Linked DNA regions of Mus musculus: region 1 is linked to region 2. A link is a contact called in public Hi-C data. All regions are on one chromosome and are shown on one strand. The core of a region is the stretch at or near the end of the contact, and the rest is flanking DNA. Distances in the headings are between cores, read along the strand shown.

The links. A called contact is a pair of places that touch in the nucleus more often than the background predicts.
Region 1: a Hi-C map of the N1E-115 cell line shows a contact between it and region 2, with 2.4 times the contacts expected there. The contact joins two enhancer-like sites. A contact is called at or near these places in 1 of 484 Hi-C or Micro-C datasets (the N1E-115 cell line) and 1 of 9 other capture datasets (pancreatic islet).

Annotation. Positions count from the first base shown.
Region 1 is chr1:81,089,900-81,095,332 of GRCm38.p6, forward strand. The region is part of intron 2 of Nyap2 (neuronal tyrosine-phophorylated phosphoinositide 3-kinase adaptor 2); the gene reads left to right. Among named protein-coding and RNA genes, the nearest start is that of Nyap2, 15 kb to the left of the region's middle. Within about 2 kb of position 2,327, at least 3 of the 459 cell types and tissues checked have an H3K27ac peak or open chromatin away from gene starts, as enhancers often do. A contact at or near this core is called in the N1E-115 cell line, where this site is marked.
Region 2 is chr1:80,732,285-80,737,482 of GRCm38.p6, forward strand. All of the region lies in intron 1 of Dock10 (dedicator of cytokinesis 10), which reads right to left. Among named protein-coding and RNA genes, the nearest start is that of Dock10, 24 kb to the right of the region's middle. Within about 2 kb of position 3,812, at least 15 of the 459 cell types and tissues checked have an H3K27ac peak or open chromatin away from gene starts, as enhancers often do. A contact at or near this core is called in the N1E-115 cell line, where this site is marked.

The sequences.
Region 1 (5,433 bases), core at 1,077-3,576, 360 kb after region 2:
GGAATATTCTCCAAGCCACCTAAACCTTCACAGGATTAGGAATCTGTGAAAGAGCCCAACAGATTTAATCGGGGAGTCACAAAGGGGGACTGAGCAGTGTTAGAGCCACAGCATTGGAGGAGAGCTAACAGGGAAAGAAATGGAGGGGCAGCCTCCCTGAGCCCGCCCTTCCTTCTGCTCTGCTAGAACCTATCCCATCACAGATTTGAAAGGGGTAGCTCACAAAAGACCCACAAATGTCACCCCTCTGGGAATCATTCACACCTATTAGAGACAGAATGATAATGTAAAACTGGTAAGTACACATAAGGGAGAAGACTATGGGGCATCTTCTACTCCTAGATGAAGACGATCATATCCCAAATAACATTTAATGCTTTCCCCATAACGGTTGCATGTTTTAGGAATTAAAAGATACAGTATGTGTCTTGCTATTTATAAACCCAGTTCTTCCTTATTCAACCCTGCCCAAAATCTTTTTTCTGGAATTCTAGTTTAATGTGTAAATATCTTGGAAGTGTAAAAATCCTATGAGAGCCCAAAATTGTTGACACTTCTCCAAATCATTTTTCTTTTCCAAAAGCAAAACCCAGTGTAAAGCAAAATGGCATAGATGTCCTCTGATGTATGGGGGAGGGGCTTGGAGAGAAAAAAAGTGAACAAAGACAGACCAGCAATGCTTCTGTTGGAGGAGGAGTCTAAAGGCCTCCCTCACTGTCTTGTCAGAGGACAGGCTGTGTCATCTTCCCAAACAATCTAATCCAGGTACCATAGTATTGTCTGAATTTGGTTTTAATTTGTGCAGTGTTGTGGGTGTACGACAATTTTCAAATAATGCTAATCTTTCTTCAATGTGAGTTTACTTCAACATTTCTAATGAGACATGTCCTCTATTTACAAAGTCCATGAACTGTGTTCTATTCAAACAGGCATTTAAAGGCTTCTAGGATACTGGAAAACATACAACACCCATATTTAAATCTAACACATATTTCAGTATTTTTTTTTACCTTGCAATTAATATCAAGTAGGAAAAACTCAACAAGGTATTAATGAACACCATCAAATTAATGAAAATTTCTTCATCTTTCTGTTGAATGTCTTCAATATATATTCTGTGATTTAATATATGGGATATACATGCCAGAAATTCTAAAAGGCAGCACATTTGACCTTGAAAAGGCATTGATGATAATTCTCTGTGAAGTGCGCCAGTTGCAATTTCAAAAATGTGCAGACTGCCAAGGCATGCTTAAAACATGGAAATCGGATTTCCTCTGATTGACTTTCTGGAGCACAGACCGCTGAAATGCCTTTTGTGCTCAAGCTGGGGAGCTTAAACACAGAACCCTTAGACAAACAATATCCATCCCCCTGCTTGCTCTGTGATCTGAGATACTTAGGGTTTCTGAGCTCAGTTCCTTATTTTTGAACCAACTTGAGCCCCTGTCACTATTAACTCTTTGTATCTTCTCTTCTATCTGTCATATGGGCTTTTTACTGAAGAGACTTGCTGGTGAGAAAGAGATACTAAATAAAGAAAAAGAAATGATGTTTCTAGTGCTTCTCTTAACAGCTTAAAGTCATATTTGGTAAGAAACTGAGAAATGCTTAAAGGAGAGAATTAATGGAGAAGGAAAACAATTATTTTGGGGCCTCATGGTCTAATGTTATTTTAAATCCCAGTAGCTTTGTATAGGCACTGGCAAATGAAATTTGTTTTTATTCCATAGCCCATAAACCAATCAAACATGAAAAACTACCTTTCAACAAGTTAGTCTATTCTAGATGAGTCACCATGTCCTAAATGGTCACAAATAGGGGGAAAGGTGAGGAACAAACTTTGGTGGTCAATGTGTGCAGTTCTGGCCAGTAAGAATGAAGGAGGTGATGAATGAGAGCTGACCTGGAGGACAGCATCTGCACACACCTCTAAAACATGATTTCTTCAGAGGTCCTCTGTTTGTACGTAACCCCTTGTTAGGTCACCAAATATCAACATTCACTGAAGATGATGAGTAATCAAAAGGCCATTGTACACACCAACAGCACAACAGGGTTCTAGAATTCCTTTCTTTTTGAATTTTGGAATGAGTACTCAGATCACCTCATTTGACTGTTTTAAAACCAATGTAAGAAGTATCCCCTAAGATAAAGGCAAAAGGGAAATTCTCATGTCTAGTCAGCTACCGTTTTTACTGTAGGAAGCAAATGTGCCCCCCCCCCCAATTAATGAAACACTACATTAGCAAAATGTCTCCAAACATTGTGAGTCTGGAAGACAGCACTTGACTTCAGCAAACTGGTTCTGACACAGAGGACTACTTAGGCTGATTACCAGTGTCTCTATTCCCCGTGGGTGCCCTCAGGGGATCCATATGAGGTTATATTTCCTCTTTAAAAGTGACAGTCAGAAATGGAATTAGATTAAATATGGCTCCCTTTAAAGGGGCATATGATTGTATATTTGTGTGTGCACTTGAAAACTATGTGGATTTAAGAGTTTCAGATCTCCTGTTATGCAAAGGGAATCAAAACACCACTCCAGTCTCTCTTGTACATTTAGGGAGAAATTTTCAATACAAATAAAAAGTTTAAATTTATCTTTTATTTGCTATTTTACTACTATGCCAAAAGGAAATGGTTGTGATATCAAATTTGTATATCAATTCATTTTATTTACATAAACTCATAGTTATACAGAGAATGCTTATCAGGGAAGTATGGTCCATTACACCAGTAGTCTTTAGTTGGTTTTGGCTTTTGGAATTTTATTTACAACATGACAGAGAATATTGTGGTTATGGAGAAAAATGCATTGGTGTGCATTTTTGAATGCTATACCCACTCAGTGTACCATGAGCAGCTAATCTGGTCACATGTAACTCTCCTCAATGAGTTTATTCCAATGAAGGCATGCAGGGATGCGAACTTTCCTATATTTGTGTCAGAAAGGATACAAAAAGCATTATTTCATAAACAAAGTGAAGCTAGCTGAATGAACAAAGGTTCAAAAACACAAAGCTCTACAGTTAGCCTTATAGTTTAAAGAAATTATCTGAAGGTTGCTGAGAGATAGCCTCTGGGTAGTCATTGCTTCCAGGCGTAGAAGAACACTGGAGATGAGCCCGTGGCCATACGCAGCTTGTCAGATGCCTGGGTTGCCATGAAGCTGTTGATCTGATCTAATGTGAGTTTCTGACCTAATTTTACTGTAGGATTTAGTGTTCAGGCAGAGAAAACAAGGTTAATGTGTTGATGCAGAGCGAGATTAAACAGCAGACACTCTCCTAATAACCCTCTCTAACTTTGGCTTCCTCTTGTGAATGTCATTAATTCAAACCACTTTTCTATTAATCATTTCAGAGTACACCACAAGCTGTTTTGCTTGTTTTTGAAGTAAAAACTATGTATCCAGATTGTCTTTTTCTGAGTTGAATGAGATATAAAAACATAGCACAAATTTGATTACTTTTCCAAATACACGGGAATGTTTTCTTTAATTCATAGAACCCCAGATTTGGAAGAAAAATTTCAGTAGCCAGCATTGATCATCCCTTGCTGACTACTCTTTAGTAATCCAAAAACCATTTCTACAAGTATGGTTACATGTATATCAATTTATTTTGAGTTTTTCAGTGATGATAGTGGAAGTTAATATTGTTGAATATATGAGAGTGCTTTGTGATATGGAAATGTTGATGATTCTCCTCTCCTACTGTTTTCAGCAAAGGTCATCCCCTGTCCTAAAATGATTAATATATACCCCACAAATCAACAATGTGTGATTTACATGATGCTAATATTTTTAATGACAGTGGCTGATGGCCCTACTTAGTCACCTGCCATCACAGATTTGAGTCCACACTAATGGGGTCTTTCAGATCAGCCGCTCAGTCTTTGCCTATTTCAGCTTCACACAGACTGATATCAGACTTTTTCTCTTGCTCCTATTTCCATTCTATCCTGGACTCTTTACTGGCTTTACGCTTAAAGATGATCAGTAACTGTTCTGTGTCTGAAATAAATAGACAGATGCTAGCAAGAGGAGGGGCTGTTTAGAGAACAGCCACATCCAGACAAGGCACTTTCCACGATGAGCTCTTCTGATGCAGAGGAAAATCACTATGGGGCATGGACATTTGGAACTCCAACTCCAAGGCAACTGACTTAAAGGAATCTCATTGCAAAGGTGAAGGTACCCTTTCCTTAATGGGTAGTGCTAAACTATTTACAGGTTCTTATGGGGGCTTCCTATTTCCTATCTAAAGTTATTAAGCTATGGAGAAATATTCTCAACCTTTTATGCAAAGATGGCATTTATAAATCTTTAAAGATAATACATACAGAAAAGGAATTATTGTGGAACTAGAATATGAATCAGGGGATGTATTTTTTTCCTACTAAATTTGAAGTAGCTCCTGGATATCATGTCTAATGTAATGAAATTGCCAGAGTAGACCCTAAACATGCTAATAGAATTGCCTCTGAGGCTTCAGTCCAACTTTGAGGTTGCCTGAAGAAAATGTCTGCATTACAAATGTGTGGGTTACCTTAAAATTAATCATAATCATAAGTTGGTAGAAGGAAAATCAAACCTTTACCCACGAATTTCTGCTGGGGACATATACCTCTAGTTAAAAGTTATGTTCTGTGATGCTCACATTTTGAAATATTCATGCCTCTGTTGGAATATGGACATAGCTACACTGCCAAGGTGCAGGAGGTTGGGGAGGGGACCTTTCTGCTGTTTCTTAAAAAACAAGCACCTTCAGCAAAGTGAACAAGCAAGACTTTTAAAAACACAAAATTAGACCAACATTTAGAATCCATTATTCTAATTAGTAAATTGTATTTCAGTCTTTGATTTGGCGCTAAGTCAAGCACTCAGCACATTTTGGTATTAGGAAAGGAAATGAAGAGGCTCACTGGAATGAAAATGACCATCAGCAAGGAGAGGTGGTTTTCTATCAGGCTGTGTGTTATACTGCTATTTGGTGTCTGTATTAGTTTTTAATTACTCCATTATTGTGCATCTTTTATATCAACCATTACTCTCCATGTCTAGGTCAAGGCAGTAACAAAGTTGTGAGGTGGGAAGGAGGGAGAGGGAGAGTGAGAGGAAGAGGAAGAGTGGCATTATTTCGGGGTATCTGGACAGTGTTGTTTAAGCCAGATTGCTCAGGCCATCTCAAGTGACATGTCACATCTGACCCAAGAGCTGAGAGGAAGTGAGGAATCCAGGAGGATCAGGCTTACAAGAAAAAGAGACACTACAAGAGGAGGTCAGAGAAGCACTTTTGTAAAGAAAGAGAAAGCTCAAAGGTGTGGCTAGAGCAGGGCCAAGCCAGTGAGGTTCAGAAGACTGGGTAATTGGTTCTGGGTGGGTGGTGGATGGCCTCGCAGGGACCATGGGGTTACAGACAGGACTTT
Region 2 (5,198 bases), core at 2,562-5,061:
ATATTAATTGTACACTTTAAACTGTCTTATTCTTTGTCACTAGGAATATTTTATGATGTCATTTATTCCCTAGGCATAGCAGATGTCAGGGCAGTCCAAAAACTTTTCTTAAGTATCTTTTGGAATTAAAGAAAAATTTTGAGATAGAATTTTGGATAATTCTTTGTTTATAAAAAGTTTGGTTGGTTAAAAAAATTCAATTATTTGGAAGAATGTTCTCTATTAGAGGTTTTTAAAACTTAAAATATGTTGTATATTAAAATATTATTACTAAGTCTATTCCTTAGTTTGAAATGGGTGAGATTAAATCTTACATTTACTATGAAGTTTGCTATTAAACTCTAGTTTGTGCATGTACTTTACTCGGGGATGCCCACCATAGCTTGCACACGCACCCTCTCATGTTAGGCTTCTGTCATTAAGGAGTCCAATGCATTCTTTCTCCTGATAGATACAGCACAGCTAAAGCAATTAAGTTTCTCTTTCATACTTTTAGTTCCTTGATTAGTCTTAGCTTTGTCATGTGTGGATTTAGTACTTTCTTAATATTTTTGGTTCTCTTTAGAGTTTGGTCTTGCTTGAATTTTCTTCTTTAGTATTAGGTGTAAAACTTTCGTGTGTACGACATCCACTAGGTTCATTGTAGAATGTCTGTATTCATTCTTGCTACCATTTTTACAGACACTTTTAAAAATCTGCTTCTTGTCATGTGCTAGTGTACAAGCGTGTGTGAGTGTGTGTGTACAGGTAGGTGTGCATGTGTGAGTGTGCATGTGTATGTGTATAGAGGTGACTGTGTGTGCAAGTGTGCATGTATGCACATGTGTGTGCGTGCATGTGTGTGTGTGTGGGTACAGGTGGCTGTGCATGTGTGAGCATGTGAAGTGCAGAGGACAACGTTGGGTGTCCACCCTCAGCAGCCATTCACTTTGCTTTTCGAGACAGGGTCTCTCACTGGACTGGGGTTCTCAAGCAAGCTTCACTGTCTGTCCAGTGAGCACATGGGTTTACCTGTCTCCAGCTCCTGGGGTGCTGGGGTGATAAGCACATGCTGCCATAGCGTTGCTTTTAATGTGGGTTCTGGGGATTGAACCCAGACCCTCATGATTGCAAGGCAAACACTTTACGGATTAAGCTATATGCCTTGCCCTCTTTTACTCCTCCTAAAGATCTTAACATAAACTCCAGCAACTAGAGGCAAGGGCCTAAACCAATGTCTATCATATGAATCTTTCCATGAATAAAACGTCTTCTCAGCTCTTGGGTGCTGGTGCTGTGCAGGCTAGGGCTGAACACCTAATGATTACCCAAGATCCTGTGAGTTTATTATATTGCACAACATTATTAATAATGGTCTTTTTAAAAAATCTTTCTAATATAGCCAATAAACAAAACAAAGATTTTTCTCAAATTGTCCCTACAGTTGCTGGAAGATGGCCAACATATAGCTCATTTGTAAACTAAGGCCACCTTCTCCCAACAACTAGAGCAGGGACTGTCCCTGACTTTGTTGCCTGCCTGTGGATCCTGTTCCCCTAACTGGCCTTTTCTGGCCTCAGTAGGAGAGGATGTGCCCAGTCCTTCAGTGACCTGATGTGTCAGGGTGGGATGATACCAGGGGGCCTCCTCCTTCTCAGAGAGAAGGGGAAGGGGGTGGGGAGGGGTGTGTGAAGGGGAACAGGGAGAAGGGGATAATGATCGGGATGTAAAGTGAATAAATAATTTTTTAAAAAGAAATGAATTTAAACTGACAAAAAAAAATAATGCCACCTTGCAGTTTATATGATCAAACTGTGTTCCCAGACCACAGCATATTTTTCTATGATGGTCGAGTAGTTTCATACTTATAAAGATTCAGTTTTAATAATTTTCTCACTGTGCTTGAGATTAGCATTTTCTTAATGTTTAACTTCAAAGAGAGTCTGCTATTCTGAAATTTTAAAAATATACTTACTGATAAAATAATTTCTCTCCTAGAAACATTGATAATCTTTTTTAAGTAAACTGATTGTTAGACAATGTACACAGATATGGAATGCATTTTAAATACTTTCTCACTATGTCAGGTGGTATCATGTAAGGGCTTTTGAATATATTTCTTAATGATTCATTTTTAATATTTTATGCTCTTTTACTATGCTTAGCCCCCAAAGAACATTTTGTATGTTTTGAAACAACCTAGTATTTCACATTAGATATAGGATCCTCAGTTATAGATAGTATTAAATGTTCATTAATGATATTTTTAGGGTATTAAGGGGTATTTTTAGGGTATATTATGAATATAAAAATTGAATAATTTTTATGTATTATTTGATTCTCAAAATACTCAATATTATTAATATGTTTGATGTATAAAATGCATTTAAATAATAAAATAATAAAAAATTAAGAAAAAATAAAAAATAAAAATACAAAAAAGAACACTTTGTAGATTCTCATTTCTATATGATCAGAACTAAATTCATATTTGATTATTGATTTAACTTGGTGCTTTTTCATAGCATTCATTTTCTTCCTGTGCTCTGTGACATTAGCCTGCAAACTAATGTCTTTTAATATTTAGTTCAGTTACCAAATAATAATTGCATGTATTCTTTAGAGATGGTTTGTTAACTTAATACACGTGTCCAGCGTATAAGAATCATATTACAGTAATGGATGTTTCTACCTGCTTTGCAATTTGGAACCTTTGAATCCTCTTCCCCTGGTTGTTCATAAAATGCTTCCTGGGTTAGAGGTCACTGCAGCTGGGATCTGGCATTCTTTTCTGGTCTTCCTTGCACTGTGCACACATGGTGCGCAGACATACTCAGGCACATACTGATATGCATAAAAATTGAAAACTAAAATTTTTAAAAAACATTATTATTGTATGCTTAAAATGAGGGATAGTTTTAGAGGCTGGTTTGGTGGTTTAAAACAGGTACTGCTCTCACAGAGGACCAGAGTTTGGGTTCCAGCACCCATGCTAGGCTCCTTAAAATTGCCTGTAACTCCAGTTCTATTCTGGCTTCCTTGGGCATTACAGTGACTTGAATATGCACCACTCTCTACATACATACATACATACATTCTAAACAATAAAATATTTTAAAAAGTAGTTTTAAATAAATATTTTACATTTTTATGAACAGGAAAGCAATATCTAGTTAAAATGTAGGTGGTGATATTTTTTAGAGCATCAAATATGATAAACCCCTTTTCTTATAATATTTAAGTTTCCCAAGCTCTAGCTCAACGAGGTGACTTGAAATTAAGCCAGGAAAAAAAAAAGCTTCAAAAGAAATTTCCTAATCTAAGCTGTGATTCCGTAGTTCCATTGTTATGAAATGGCAAGAGAAGAGAGGGTCAGTCACTTCTGCTCGGTGCCTTCTGCATACGGTTTCCATGCTTTTGGATTTCCAACTTGTCAATAATTAGTTTAGGATGGACTCAGCCTTCCAAATTCTATTTGAAAGATTTCTTATCCTCTGGGAAAAATCCTGCTATGCATACAAAGATCTTCATGTCCTATAGGTAGAAGTAGAAAATAAAGATGACATTGGGTAGTTGCGGGTGGGATGGCAGAAAGATAATTTAATTATTCGACATGTTCACTTCTCCAGCTTGTCAATTTTCTTTTGATTTCTAAACTGAACTTGGTAGCAATCTTTATTTCTGCTTTGACCATGGATGGCCAAGGAAGTCAGTAACTGAAATATGGCTGCTGGTAAAAGGAACATAGATATACGAAGAGGAACCACTAGGCTGAGTTTGTGGAGTGTGCTGATGCAGGCTCTCCTTTTAGAGGCCCCTAATGAAGTTAGGTTAATCATTGATGAAATCATCTACAGAATTCAATCAAACAAAACCCTGTGTTGACTGAGTTAGCCTGGTAATCCTGGTTTGAGCCATCATTTTATTTATAATTGCATCTGCTTTTTGTTAACTCTGCCAACAACAAAAACAGAGGCCACCTTCTGGCTTGGGAGAGCCCTCCAAATCAATTACACTGCTTACAGTGACAGCATAGTTGGCCCATACATGTGCAACAACCACTGTTTGTCAAGTTTTTCAATAGCAAAAAATAAGCTTTCAGCAAAATTATAATGACATGGCATCCAGTGTGCTTTGCAAATGGCATATTTGTGTATTTTTTTAAAAAGCACTGTGCATTTGGAAACACTTTATAATTTTTGTCTTGCAAGCATTTATTCTTCTGTGTTCAAGTCTGAATATCACATCAACCATAAGACCTAATAGTTCATCTGTTTCCCTGCCAGCTGAGATGGAGAAATGTGCATCCAGGGTTAGTGTAGAGTCAGCCACCATTTCTGGAAGGCTTAAATCAAAGTACAGCTTGTTATCAACATCAGCTCCTCTCTAGAGGAGCAGTTCTCATAGAAGGGAAACAAGTTGTTGCTGGAAGTGGAGAAGCTCTACGCCTTTTTGAGATATGATATAGACCTTTCTTTTGCTCTGACACCAATAGCAACCATCCTTTAATGTAGTTGCACATCTTCTAAGCCCCTTTTAGTGGATTGTTCAAAAGACCTGGAGAGTTCAGTTAGAGAAGGAAGAGAGCCTCAGAGCTGGAGCACAGTGAAGATGTGAAGACGGACCCTCCTCAGCATCTGCTCTTTCATGTTCTAGGCATGAATCCCTTTACAGCTTCAGGACCTCTGCTATGATGTGGGGGCTGTGAATGAGTTCCTGCTGCTGCTTTAACCATGGTGATGAGATTGTTTCCTGAGCGTATATGGAGAGTCACCACATTCCCCAAGGAAAATAGGCTCTGGGTTCCCAAGATCTGAAACAGACTCTCATGGTTAAGTAAAAGAAGACAACTGTAAATTTGGGGACTGGCAGCTTCAAAGCTCAAGAGAGTGTGGTTTAATTTTTTTTTCCTGGCTAAGATACAAGTCCTCAGCCCAGTCCCACTGCAGCCTCCTAGGTTCCTGCCTGGTCCTTTTCTTTGTACCCATTTGGATCATTCTGCCATCTCCTCACCCAACCCCAACTCCCTGCATCCCACTGGGTCCTTATCTATCCCATGCTTACTGTTTTCTGACAACATCCTGGTCTTATTTCCCTAATACCAGATCCCATGTTCTGAAGCTTCACCATTGGAAGCTGCTGTAACATGAGGGCAAAAAAACTGATCAAAAGTTCAGACCTCGGTCTGAAAAGCACTGGTGTAGTGATTTCATGGTTAT